Regions from separate parts of the Rattus norvegicus genome. Here region 2 is linked to region 1. Evidence: chromatin contacts called from public Hi-C data. All regions are on one chromosome and are shown on one strand. The core of a region is the stretch at or near the end of the contact, and the rest is flanking DNA. Distances in the headings are between cores, read along the strand shown. Region 1 overlaps Fam184a (family with sequence similarity 184, member A). Region 2 has its middle 59 kb from the start of Fam184a.

Region 1 (7,089 bases), core at 3,050-5,549:
TTCTAAACAGAGAAACTATAAACTTTGAAAATGAAATTTCTGGGTAAGGGCCTGGCAGAAATCAGCACAATGTGAAATAATAAAATATGGATTTAAAAATAGCTTTAACATACACTTTGTTATACTGTTAATTTCTCCTAAGAAATTCATGATCCATGTGAAAACAGCTTATGCGCTTATGTATTCATTACTTGATTTAATTACAGAATAGCTTATTTTGACTTAAAAAAGTATGATAAGGTTTTACAATTTAACACATTTATTGTGTGTGCACTCTGCCTAAACACTAGGGCTGGGTGGGCGGGGAACAATGATATATGAATGTTAGTCGGATTTAGTTCAAGGCTTTCCCATAGTTGTTCTAAGAGAATAATAGAGAATCAGAAAGGGCCATGCCTAAATTGTTAAGAACTTTCACAAATTTGCAGGATCACTTTTTGTTATGCCGGAAGGCTGGAGTGGGAGAGAACTGCTTGGCATCTAGGGCTGAAGTCTTTCTGAACTGCACAGAGGACTGTGCTCAACAAGGAAGTGACAGTAACTTAATTTGCATCAGGGCTTTCCTTTCCTTTAGGAATATGAAAAACATAACGGTAGAGCCAAAGTGTTTCAATACAAATACAATATTTTAAGGATCTAAATTATCAATAAATGAGTAGCTCATTCTGAATTGAACAAAGGAAGAAGTAATAAACTTGAGCAGGAGGTTATTATATTTCAGAAGACATTTTGGGCAGCTTTAACCTTATGCTGCTTTGTCCCACGTGAGCCCATTTCCCTCCGGGTTTTAAGTACAGCCCTACGTCACACTGTCTACAGCACATACCTTAGCCAATGGGTTAATAACACCAACAGTAGGACTTGTGTTAAATATTTTGTTGAAGTTAGTTTCTCGATTGACTAATTCCAGCTGGTAAAATTTATTATCCTCCTATGCAAAAGAATTATAAACATCCTTTCAACATCTTCTATTACAGATTTACAAACTTAAAATGTGTGAGTGCCATTTCATTAAAAATCTAATGAAGTATAAAGGTTTATATAGTTTGTTTAAACATCTCTAGGCTTGAGTCCCAGTGTTTCAAATGTAGCTAGTAGGTCACGCTTTAGTACCTTTTAAACCCTGGGCTTAGGCACCGAACCATACCCTTTATTACCCTTTCATTCCCGTCTATAGGATCTACTAATGTCTTGTCTCTTTGTGGTGCCTACTGTAGCATCTGAGTGGGTCTAACTTGTGCTCGAGGTGCTGTGTACACGCACCTGTACTGACAGGAATGAAGGCAATACTGAAGAGACACATGCCTCTTTTACTGACTACCAGAATATTGTAACTAACAACGGTTCCCAACCAATTGGAATTTCCCCACATGTCATGGCTCAGAGAAGGGAAAAGCAGAGGTGCCAGACAGTCCTGACAGGTTGTCACATTGCCTTGAAGGAGAGGCTAGAGCCAAGACAATGAGGATGGGCAAGACCACATCTTGGCCAGGACTATTACACTGAGTTATGCCTATCTCTTGTCTGGCATTTAAACATCCACCTCATCTCAGGACCCCAAAGATGGGCACCGGGCTTCAAGGGAGAGGGTCAGGGGACTCATTTCTACTTCTTCTCACTGTGGACTCATGTGACACATTTCCTTTGTCTACTTTTCGATATTACTTGTTTAATTGGCTTGTTGGCAGTGGGTAACCAAGCGCACTGTGTTAGGACTGCCCGAGCCAGACGCTGACCTGAGAGTTTTTGTAACCTACATGTTTGGCTGCTTTCCATGTATAAATATGACACTACTGTGTATTATTCTCCTCCAGTTCCTGAAAATGGATTTGATCTCTTCTGGTGTTTTCTTTGAGATAGTGATAGCAAATGATCCTTACAGAGATAAAACTTTTCTTTTTTGAGAAATAAGTAAGATGTGTTAATTAATTTAACAGACAGACTGGGAAGGCCACAGCAGATAAAGCAGTGTGGGTGAGTCTGATGGCTGTGCTCAGACTGGCCTTGATTCTAGTGTAACTTAGGAGAGAGGACCCTAACTCTCTTCACTCCCACCGCCTCTCATTTAAGTTACAGGTCTTGCCCCGCATGCCTCTTGAGGGTCAGGGAACCACGCTGTTGTAGAAAGAGTGTGGAACTGCCCCTGGCTACAATATTGGATCTGCCCGCTGACGAGGATAAATGCAATTGTATCTGTAACATTCCCGGTAGTACCGGGAAGAATAAATAGCTATTGTCGGCCACACGTGAATACACTTGCTATGCTTGCCCAGTTTATAAATGAAACTGCAGTCTTCCATGAGTCTGCTGCTGTTGGGTAGGGCTGTGCTCCTATGTCCCAGCCTTGGAAAACGGGGAGCTTAGCAGACTGCAAGCCACAGGAAATGGTACAGCCTCCTCCTGTGCTCCCTCTAAGAAGCCCAAGCCACCCTGGAGGTTTCAAAAGGAACTTCCTAAGTTTCAAAAAGAACTTCCCAGTCTTGAAAACAGATGGGATTTTCTAAATCGTAAAAATAAGTTTTAGAGGATGTCGGAATATTTGTCTTATACTGTTACATGCTAATATCCAAAGATTGTAATTAAAGCAATTGAGGGACATGTAGATGTTTTCCCTTTCACTACCAGAGACTTTCACTAATTAGTGACAGTGAACAGCAGCACCCGAGTTACTGACCAGGGTACAGCATTTTAGAAAATTCTGAGACATTTTTATAAATTTTCAAACATTTGTATAGTTTTTTATTCTCAAGTAACAATGGTTCTAATGAAGACAGAGTGTTTGCTGTCTCTTTTCACCAGTGGACTTCTGAGCTGAGCCCCCTGACTCCCTTGATAGAGCACAGCTCTTCCTAGGCGAGACCACAAAACCCTGCTCTCTGCTTGTTTGCTTTCGACCTTGACACAGGTTCTTGCTATGTATCGCAAGATGCTCTGGAATTTGACATGATGCTCAGGCTGGCCTCAAAGTCAAGCCACCCCAGCCTCCCTGGCACTCGGATGGCTCAGTATCTCTCAGGATCAGTGGTCGGTGATTAACATGATTCATTTGAGCCAAGTATGGTGACACCTGCCTGTAATCCTAGCCCTTCAGAGACTGGGGCAGGAGAGTTGCTGTGAGTTTTAAGGGCTCCATGGCATAACTATCTCAAAAAGCAAAACAAAACAGAAAACAAACAAAAAAGCAACCAACAAGCAGAAAGGGGGAACTAATCTGTAAGTTGACAGTGCAGTCTAATGCATGGCCACGTTAACAGATTGTTCTTAGTTCTCATACTGTACGTACAATCCCACATCCTTGTATGCACCAAAAGGATGTTGACTATTAAGTGGTGAAGACTTGGCTTTAAAAATTTAATATGAGTTAAAACTAATTATTTCAATAAAAACACTGAAAACGGTAAAATTCCCTTATTCTAATGCGAAATTTAAATTTGAAATTATAGTTTAATAAACACAACCACAAAACACAGATTTTACTTTCCATTTTCATTTAGCATTATTCAAAAATACTTTCCCATTGTCTATTGATTGCTAATACGGTTGAACTGAAAACAGAATATCTTACAATGAGTTTCTTTATGACCTGGTCTCGTTCTGTAAGCAGGGATTTTAGCTCTGCAATCATCTGTAGGTCTTCTGGCCTCGATTCTCTCATTAGATACTTCTCCTCCATATCTTCTAGTCTACAAACAAGAAAACTTTATCTCACCAATACAACCCAGACAACATCCTGCTGTAAGAAATACCTACATCCTTCAATCAGTCCAGTTAAACACGCACAGATTTACCATCAGACTTGCGAGTATGATCATGGGATTGCCTGGAGAGCCATTAAGTGCTCCATGGGTCATGTCTGGGAGGACTTATCTACGTTAGGTCGTGTGTGAAGGAGGGGAGGTGAGCTTCTAAGGAGCTGAGAAGCCAGATGACACAAACTCCACAAACTCAGGTCGGGTACTATTGGGGTGATTCCCGGAAACACAGAGCTGTGTGGTGACCCACATAACATATATAAGGAACAAGAGAAAGATACCAAGGAAGGGGGAGCAGAAGACACACATGAAGGACACCCCTCATCTTAGTTTGTAGGGAACACACTTTTAAATCCTACATTCTCAATCCATAAGGACACATTGTTCAAGGCTCATCAGGGAAGAAAATAATCACGTTTTCCTGTAGGCCAACTTATCCAGTGGTATTTATATACAGTGCAGTGTAGTTATGCACACACTGGGAAGAATATACTAAGGGAGAAAGAAACAAAAAAAGTTTAAGGGCAATGTGCTGAGGTAGCCACAAGATGTCACTAGAGAGCTGCCTTTGTGGTTAGAAGACACATGGACCGGGAGCTACTACTTAGGACTGACTGTAAGAACAGCTGACAGAACTTGTAGCCAAACCCACCCGGGATGGAAAGCCTTATTTGTTTTCATTGCAGGACAATGAACAAGTCAATCAAACAGAGTAAACTGAACCTAAAGTAATCATCTCTAGTTTGGGAATCTCCTTTTGTTGTACTGGAAAGCTCTCTCCTGCTCGCTGGTCTTCCCTCAGAGCTTTACTGCCTCTGCCTTCCAAGTACCGGGATCAAAGGGTTCACTGCTGCACTGAGCTGGCTGAAACATTTTTTACCTCCTTCATCAGAAGCTAATTCTCACCACAAAACCTTTCCATCAGCAACAATGTTAATAAAAACTAGATAATAATAAAGACCCAGTGTTGACAAGAAGCGATCTAAGTACAGATAGGAAAGCATTAAAGGAGAGACAAGAGGCCGTTATGAACCAGGTGGAACTTAGAAATATCCAGGGATCTCATTCAGACTTCTAGTAGGAAGGACTTGGTGCCATTCCCACATCCACTTCAAGACAACTTTAGTCAATGGTTTTCCACAGCTGTCTGGGCCGCTCACTACACCAGCACCAGCTGTGCTTCTAAAAGGCTTAGGGCAAAGACTAAGAGACTGAGGGGAGGAGTGCTCAGGTGTGTGTGTATGTGTGTGTGTGTGTGTGTGTGTGTATGTGTGCAAGACAGGGTTTCTTTGTATAGCCTTGGCTGTCCTAGAAATAGTTCTGTAGACCAGGCTGGCCTCAAACTCAACCGAGTTCAGGAGTCCTACATCTGCCTCCTAAATGCTGGGATTATAAAGGTGTACATCACTCCCCCCAGGCTGGTTCTATATTTCTCAAATGACCTTTATGAAATATGCTTTTGACCCGAATTCATAATAGTCAGGTCTGTGAGCATTAATATGATAGCAGGAATCCGGTTTTATTTCCACTGACTTTTCAGATTATCATTAAAACAATACAGAGGTTGAACAGAAAGGAGAAGCAGAACATCTGGAAGTGCCAATCGGGGTTACTGTTGGACTCTCGCCAAGCACTCTTCCCCCCTACCCCGTGTGTGTGTGTGTGTGTGTGTGTGTGTGTGTGTTGTGTTGTGTGTGTTGTGTTGTGTGTGTGTTATGTGTGTGTGTTGTGTGTGTGTGTTGTGTTGTGTGTGTGTGTTATGTGTGTGTGTTGTGTGTGTGTGTTGTGTGTGTGTGTTGTGTTGTGTGTGTGTTGTGTGTGTGTTATGTGTGTGTGTTATGTGTGTGTGTTGTGTGTGTGTTATGTGTGTGTGTGTTGTGTGTGTGTTGTGTGTGTGTTATGTGTGTGTGTTATGTGTGTGTGTTGTGTGTGTGTGTTGTGTGTGTGTTATGTGTGTGTGTTGTGTGTGTGTTATGTGTGTGTGTGTTATATGTGTGTGTGTGTGTGTGTGTGTGTGTGTGTGTGTGTGTGTGTAGTGTGCAGAGGTCAATTGTCCACAGCTCCTAAACAACGCAGTCCTATATTAAACTATGCAGAGAGATTTCCTACGTTATCGCCTACCTCATGATGCCTTATGAGACCCATCTGACAAGACAGTCAATGACTAGAGACTGCAGACCTGAACAGCAGCATCACCAGGACACACGTGGCCCGGAAATGACATTTTATGAATTCTGTTACATAGAAGTAAAATAGAGAACTGAAACATTTTACTGTTGGACTTCTCCTATAACTTTCAAGCAGACTTTGATTTGTGTTAACAAGACCACTACTACTTCTAGATGTCCTCAATGCTTCTGAAAATAGCCTGAATGGTAAGTTAAACAAAAGAAAACAAAACACAAACAAAAAACCAAAAGAACAAACAACTACTAAATCATCGGAGTTTTAGAGGTTAAGAATTCAAAACAGCAATTCTAGCATGGCAGAGTACATCTGTTTAGTTAGGAATTGCTGGTCTACCTAATGTCCATGTGCAGAACTGACATTTCTCTCATAAACAAATGATTTTTTGTTCCTGAGGTACTAGTTTAAAGTAAACCTAAGAAATTAAAAAAAAAAAAAAAACCTCTCTGGGCAGGCGGAGTAATGCACATCTGTAATCTCAACACTTGGGATGTAGGGACGGGTGGGGAAAGCAAGGATTCAAGGCATCATGGACCACTGGAGGCCCTGTTTCAAAAACAACAAATAACAAACCCACAAAAAACACTAATTGCTTCTTATACAATAAATATCTCTGGACCCCAAGCTACTGGGACAGTTTTTATTTCACTTAAATTTTCTTTACCTATAGAAAATGTCAGTTAGGCAAACTTGAGTAGCCTGTTCTCTCATTGATTATCATGTCGGGTTTTTCCCCCCTTTCGGGGTCTTAGCAGTCAGACCAGTGTCGTGTGCTTGCCACGGAAGCACTTAACACTGACATGTTCTAGGCCTTGCTTGTTTTTAAAACAAATGAAATTCAAGACATTTAAAAATTAGATGCAAGGTTTTTGTTTGTTTTTGTTTGTGTTGGTGGTGTTTTGAGACTGGGTTTCTCTGTGTAACATCCATAGCTGGCCTGAAACTTATCTTGTAGACCAGGCTGGCCTCGAATTCATAGAGATCCACCTGCCTCTGCCTCCCCAGCTCTGGGATCAAAGGCATGCACCACTAGACCTGGCTAATGTAAGGTTCTTTTGGGCAAAAGAAGACAATAGTAAGACAATCAAATTTCCACGAAGCACTAGGAGGATCTGAATATCAGCACTAGCGAGTACAATTTCTAAGAGTC
Region 2 (7,055 bases), core at 2,772-5,271, 170 kb after region 1:
GAGGGATCCTCCACCTTTTCTACCTTAGCCTAGGGAAGTTATTCTCCTATGTGGCCTTGTGCTGGAGCCTGGTGGCTGCTAAGAGTTCCTTGGACTAAGCTTTATGCAGCCCCGTTGCCTCTGTTCTCGTAGTCTCCTCTGCCTGGAGCATCCTTTCTTTAGGGCTTTGTATGCCGGCTTCCCTTCTTCCTCAGCTCTCATAAAGCTTTATATATTCTGTTTAATGTTTATTTCCACGAAACATCCATAAGAACAACATTTATGTGTATAAATCGTCTGTCTCGCGCTGCAAAGATTAAATGCCCGATAAAAGCAGCTTCTGGAAGGAAGAGCTTATTTTGGTCCACAGTTTGAAAGCTCGCGGTGTGGGACTGGGTAGTGGGGCTGGGGAGGGGCACTGGGAGGGAGGCATAAGGGTAGGGACATGAGGCAACTGGTCACATTACATACCCGGGCAGGAAGCAGTGTCTTTGTGCTTACTTCACATTCCCCTTTTACTCCAGCCCATGGACTTAAGGCGAGTCTTATTACCGCTATCAACCCAATGAACATATCCCTCTCAGCCATGCCTAGAGGCTAGCTTAATATAGATAATTCCTTACGGGCCTTCCCAGAGGTGACTCCAGAACCTATCAAGTCATAACTCCCTAAAATCTTTGATTCTCTGGATGCCTATGAAACTGTTTCATTTTGAGATGGTTTATACAGTCATTTTTCTCTTTTCGGTGTGTGTCCCTGTATCAGAAGATCCAGCAGGTTGAGAGAATAGAAGCAGAAAGGCATGTGGCCCCCGCCCTCACTGAGCACCTCAGTAGTCTCAACCAGAAGTTCCTTTTTGCAGCCTCCTGTTGGGGTTGTGGTTCACACCTCTCACTGCCCAGAGCAGAAACAGGCTGCTGATAGGAGAGTGAACTTCTTGTGTCTTCAAGGGTAGATGATGACTCTTTACGTTGAAGCTGTGCTTACCTTGAAGATGGGGTTTCCAGGAGGGTAAGTTGAGGTTAGATAAGGTCAGAAATGTTCTGGATTTCAGTCTAAATATTTAGACCCCCCCCCCTTGGAAAATGGAAAATTCTCAAGGAGATGGTCACCTTTGCTTATTAGAAGTGTCATGCAGTTCTTAGAGACTCTAGGGAAATTGGACAAGGTGTCACCCAGTGGGAACAGGTAGGAGGTGACTGAGTATTGTCTCGGTAGGAGACTAGAAAGATTATAACCAAGGCCACGTGACTAGCACGCGAGTTCACATCGAAGGCCATGTCCAACTATTTGAAAGAGTCCTCGAAACCACACGCACCAGAATTTAAGAACACTCCGTGAGGTGGGAAGATCTGGAGTAGCCCGCCTATGTTTATAAACATTTTGAGAGTTCCGACGTTCCAGTGCAAGCCTGTGAGCTATTTGCTTTCCGTGAAGTGGTTCTCCAGCATGTAAGTGTAAGCTAACTATGGCTTAAAAGCATCGGAAGGCTAAGTGGGTTGAGAATAAGACAAAGAGATTTTTCACAGAGGCATAGAGACCTCAGCTACCAATGAAATGCTGGACCTGCCTTGCTCACAGTGGTAAAGCTCAGCAAATCTACTTCCGTTTACAATGCTTTTCTAGTAGACTACTTGCCCATCTTAGCACAACTCTTTTCTAAGTGTGAACGTATACGCCATCTCCTTGGGGTCCGGTCGTTGTTTGTGTGTATTCTCACCATCTTTGTAGACCCACAAGCGATACAATCTTCCAAGCCCCTGAACTTGCCGTCTTGTTGGCTAGAGAGAAGCCAGAGAAGACTCCGGTGACCTGGCTTCCACAAAATGGCTGCAGGGAGTTCAACTACTGTTCGGTTAGTGAGAGTAAACTCACTTTCCAAAACTCTGATGTTGAGACAGTGTACACCGTTTACGCCATCAACATCCTTCTGGTTGAGGTTCTGAGCTGGACTCTAGGGCCTCGCGAATGCTGGATAAGCGATCTGACTTCCGGTATGCTTCAACTCTCCGCGTTTGATCCCACTTCATTATCCGCATGCTTACGATTGCAGTGGGGTCACCGTCACAGCTTTAACTAGGTTTAGCTAAATGTCTAGAAACCAACATTTACAAAGTACCTCTCAGTCTGCGTTAGCGTTCTGTTAATGCGGAGATCCTTGAGAAAATTATTGTAGAGTGTGAAAAATTGATCACTGTTTGGAGATCATGTCTGAAATAGGTTGGCTCCATTCCTCTGGACACGTGGCAATACATTCAGGGAGCACAAGACAGAACGAAAATCTTCTCATCTTTTGGTTAAGATATCAAAAAGGAGAGGCGAAGGGAGACAGCCACACAGTGCCTTTTAGGGTTACGCTTCCAACCTCCCAAAGGCCTCCTCTATACCCTAACCCCCTAAAGACTGCAGCATCTCCCCATAGTGCCACACTAGGGACCAGGCCTTCAACACAGAGACCTGAGGGTTGCCAAGATCTGATGTATAGCAGCGTCAAAATTCATCTATACATTCCACTACATAGGCACCATCCAAGACTGCTCATGCAATCTCTTCTTTCCAGTCATGGCACTGGCCTTGGAAATGATGGGTTTGATCTTTTAATGGGCAATCATTGACTATATAAGTAATATATATATATATTGACTATATATATTACTTATATAGTCAATGATTGTAACTAGCCTGTTGGCTTTCACTTTTTGTCATTTATAATTATAATTTTAAAAAAATCTACATTTATTTGTAAAGTTTTACCTGAGGGTATAAAAGGCTTCTCATCCTCTATTAAGATGGCGATGGCTTTATGTGGAAGTGAACTGAGCCATGCTGAATTCACTGCTTACTAGGGTCATCTAAATGACGACAGCTGGAAGAAAGAAGTTATGCTCATAGCAGACATCTTTTTCCTCATCTGGTAAGTCTAATAATACTTGACGAGATGTTAAGTAATGAACAAGCTAATTGTCCAACTAAGAGCTCAAGAGAACTATACTCCTAATGTTTTATTTCATGTCTTAAATGTACTTTGGGTAACCATTATTGATTTGTATGTTCCAAATGGTTACAGCTACAGAATCTTCATAGCATAACAATTGGATTTGGCTTTCTTGAGGTTGTGAATCTGATGAAAATGAGAAGCTTGTGGCCCTAGGAAAAGGCACCAGTTCTGCTAAATTCTACTAAATTATGTAGAATTCAACTAATTCTACATCAAGTTCCAGGGATACACGTCTCTTTAGAACTCTTAGTTACAGAAAACTTAAACCATTTACTATAATTAAGCCAATTTTCCTATGCTTTGAAAAAAAGGTCTACAAATCATTCTTTTTACATTTAATATTTTACATTACAGGGTCTTCTGAGTCCAAGTCTGGCCTTGAACTTGCCATGTAGTTGAAGGTGACCTTGAGCTTCTGATCTTCCCGGCTGCATCTCCTGGCTAGGACTGCAGGGGAGTGCACCGTCCTTAGTTAGGAAGTGCTGGGGATCAAGCTTATGGCTTCATGAATGCCATGAGAACGCTCTACCAACTGTTACTTTCTGAGCCCATACACTACTTTTATAAATGTTCTTGGATCAAGACATTCAGACATTTTAATTCATACCAAGCAGCTGCATCTGTAGGAATAGCTTATGCTATGTCTTCAGAAATGTTTTCTAACGGCTGCAGTCTATGTTGGGCCAGGTTTGTTAATCAGTCACCAACACGGGTATGTTAATAGTTACTGTTTTTAAAGCAAGAACAGTTTACATGCAATATTAATGTTTTATTATTTACTATTATTAACACATAAACATTACCCTTTCCTTTGTGTTTATTTCCTTATATTTATCGAAGAGCGAGCTATCCTGAAAAGTTTGAAGGTTGAGTGGCTTGAAGAAATCGACAGGAAAACTGTTACCCTTGCTATAGTTTGAGAAACATCGTTAATAGCGTACTTCTTTCACAGTCCAAGAAACTATTTCCCAGGGACAGAGTGTCCCCTGTGGTCATGGAGAGAAGGCAGATTTAAACGAGATGTCGAGGCTGGACTCAAGGCGTGTCCCAACAGCAATGCGCACGTCTCCCGTTACACGTAGTGCAGTGCCGACTGTGGCTGTATCTTGAATATGCAGCTGCCCCGTTGTGCTATTTGCTGCCTGTCCATTCTCAAGGTCTGTCAAAAAGATCACACTAGAATGCTTGCTCCTTTGGGATGGAATCGTCGTCCACTGGGAATAAACTTCTCAAACAAAACACATCTGTTTTTCCAGTGTCTTGTTTCCCTCTCTGCTCATGAAGGGTTTAAGCTAGAAATCCAATGGCTGATTCTGAGGCTGACCTTCCACAGCCCATGGAAAACATTCAGAGGTCCTCAGCTAATGCTGCTTTCTCCTCGGGCAGTCCCAAACTGCTAGCCTCTGTAACAGAAGGGTTGGCACTGATCTCCGAGTTTAATGGGGATTTTGACCAAAGCTCTCACACAGAAGATAGCTGAGCTATTCCAGGCCTGGAGTTAAATCAGGCAAGAAAGCAGACAGCCATTCCCGTACACCCGGCCCTCTACCATGCTATCTCTAGAATTTTTACAGCTTTTGACCTGAACACAGGATATATTCAACCCGATTCAATTTCCTTTCAATTTCTCCTCTCTGTAGAAGATGAGCCGAGTACAGCCGACGATATGGATTCAACATAAAATGAACGTGTTCTAAGACCTCGTTTGCTCCCTGCTTGGAAAGTACAATTACTGATGCGACTCAGGCTGGGCAGATAGCGATCTACTGAGGACATCGGGGCCAGTTCTGCGCACGGCTTTCATTCGTAGCGTCTACCTAGAAAGCAGATAGGGAAAGACGTTCCCACAAATTCTGGGTCCGGAGTGATTTATCTGGAAGGCGCATTGCTGGTTTTGGAATGCGTACTGTGTCTTTGTGCTTTAATCCAATTTCACACTTAATGGTTTCGAGTGTATTTTAGTGTATTTTATTCTTCTCCACTAGAGGGAACCAGAGGAACTAGACATTGCAGCCAACAAGATTAATTTGTTGTCAGTAACAGAGAAGTTCCCAAGGGTTCTCAAAGTGGACTGACCTCCAGAAACACTGGGAGAATACTTTTTGTTTTATAACTTATTCTCATTAAAGGTTAACTATTTTAAGAGAATTTTTGTGTTTATAGAAATAATTTAAACATAAAAGGTGTTGTTTTTAAAAAAAGACAAAACCCATAGATTTTTAGGTCCGCATTCTAGTCCATAAGACCCACGGCGCCGGGGATGAAGCCTGGATGAACCTTAGTGGAGATTTTGTTTTGGTAAAAACCCACTCTGCCAGGTAAATGGGAAGGCCAAGAAGGACCAAAGCAACTGAACATTTTAACTCTGTAAAGCAGGACGTAAGAACAGACGCTCACAGAGGTTCAGCGAGCGTAACCACGGACACCTGGAGACTGTCAGGCTTTAGAATATGAGTCATGTGTTTTTCCAATTGAACAACCCCGATTATTATTTAGAATCCATGTGATTTACTCAGAGGAAGAATCCAAAACTATCTTTTGAGGAAGACTTCCAGCTCTACAAGTCGAAATTCAGGGAGCCCCGAAGTCAGAAAACAGGGCGTTGGTTCTGAAACAAGAATTTTTACAGGAGATCCAGTGAGTTCTGTGGTATTCTATACAGGCACAGAACAAAAATAAATGCCCTCAATCCAGCTGCCGTGGACCACAGATGTTTCCATCCTGTCAGACACATCTGGCAAACTGGCCCAGAGACAAGAACTGGAATTACATGAAGAAAAGAGGCTACAGGATTGTCACGAGGGAGAGCTTAACACATTCAATTCCTGTAAAAGGCAGGGAAAAAAATGGAGATACTGACTTATGCAGAAGTTTATTTGATAATAAACTCTCTCTTTCCCTCTCTCTAGTTTAAGAAACATTGGGCGGTCCCTGTGTATAAAACTTGCAGCAGTGTAGAAAATTATGAACTTGTTTATTTGTTTAAACAAACACCAAAGATAACCAAAAGCTATATGATATCAGCTACTCTTTCTAAGAGGTGCAGGAATGGATTGCTGTGTGAACAGAGGTTGGGGCGACGTGGAGTGCTAGTGACTTCTGCCTCCTGCCCGAAGCTAGAAGGACAGGATCTGAGAGCTCCTAAACTATGCAGGTATTTTTGAGGGCAGGCTCCTTCAGCTAATGCATCTTTTCCTTTACGCAGCTAAAAATTCTTAGAGAAAGCTAAACAGGCCTAGAGGTGCTCAAAGCACCACAGTTAGTCTTCACTACGATGGGATCTGGACCTATCCATGAGTTCATGTTTGTGATATATATAAAGTTGGACCAGACACGTGATCTATAGACTTGGATTCAGCATGTCTTAGAATGCAACTGACTTCTTTCCTGAAATATGGCCTTAAACTGAATGTGCTTAAGAACATAGTTTCTAACTGAGCATGCTCAGATATGTGCTTTCCCCAAAAGTGCTTTTTTTTGTAAATAGTTAGCATTTATTTGTTTATTTTTAAAAATTATTTTATTTACATTCCAGTCATTGTTCCCCAGTTCCCCCTCCCACAGTTCCTTATCCCATTCCCCCTTCCCCTTGGCTTCAAGAGTGTGCTCCCCACCATGCCCACCCTGCACATACTGATTAAGTACATCTTCTCCCACTGAGGCCAGACCAGGCAGTCAACTGCTACATATCTGTCAGAGGCTTCGGACCAGCCTGTCTATGGTACCTTGTTGGTGACTCAGCCTCTGAGAGCTCCCAGGGGTCCAGGTTAGTTGACACTGTTGGTCTTCCTATGGGGTTGACTCCAGTCCAATGGTTGGGTGTATCTGCACTATCTTAGTCAGCTGCTGGTAGGGGCTCTCAGAGGACAGCTGCTGTCTGCAAGCACACATTAACATTAATAATAGTGTCAGGCCTTGGTGCCCCTACATGAGAGGGATCCCAAGTTGGGCCAGTCATTGGACAGCCTTTCCCTTTTCTTTTCCATTTTTTTCGTCCCTGCAGTTCTTTTAGACAGGAACAATTTTGGTCAGAAATTCTGATTGTGGGTTAGTCACCCTGGCTCTGCCTGTCTTCTGG

The links. A called contact is a pair of places that touch in the nucleus more often than the background predicts.
Region 2: a Hi-C map of liver shows a contact between it and region 1, with 10 times the contacts expected there. The contact joins two enhancer-like sites. A contact is called at or near these places in 12 of 12 Hi-C or Micro-C datasets (the A7r5 cell line, the Rat2 cell line, Schwann cells and 7 more) and 1 of 1 datasets of contacts at active chromatin or transcription factors (oligodendrocytes).

Annotation. Positions count from the first base shown.
Region 1 is chr20:33,481,457-33,488,545 of GRCr8, forward strand. It overlaps Fam184a (family with sequence similarity 184, member A), which reads right to left. Exons shown (of 18, transcript NM_001427095.1): 15 at 3,566-3,683; 16 at 827-931. Among named protein-coding and RNA genes, the nearest start is that of Mcm9, 13 kb to the left of the region's middle. Within about 2 kb of position 4,300, at least 1 of the 93 cell types and tissues checked has an H3K27ac peak or open chromatin away from gene starts, as enhancers often do.
Region 2 is chr20:33,654,305-33,661,359 of GRCr8, forward strand. No RefSeq gene overlaps it. Among named protein-coding and RNA genes, the nearest start is that of Fam184a, 59 kb to the left of the region's middle. Within about 2 kb of position 4,022, at least 7 of the 93 cell types and tissues checked have an H3K27ac peak or open chromatin away from gene starts, as enhancers often do.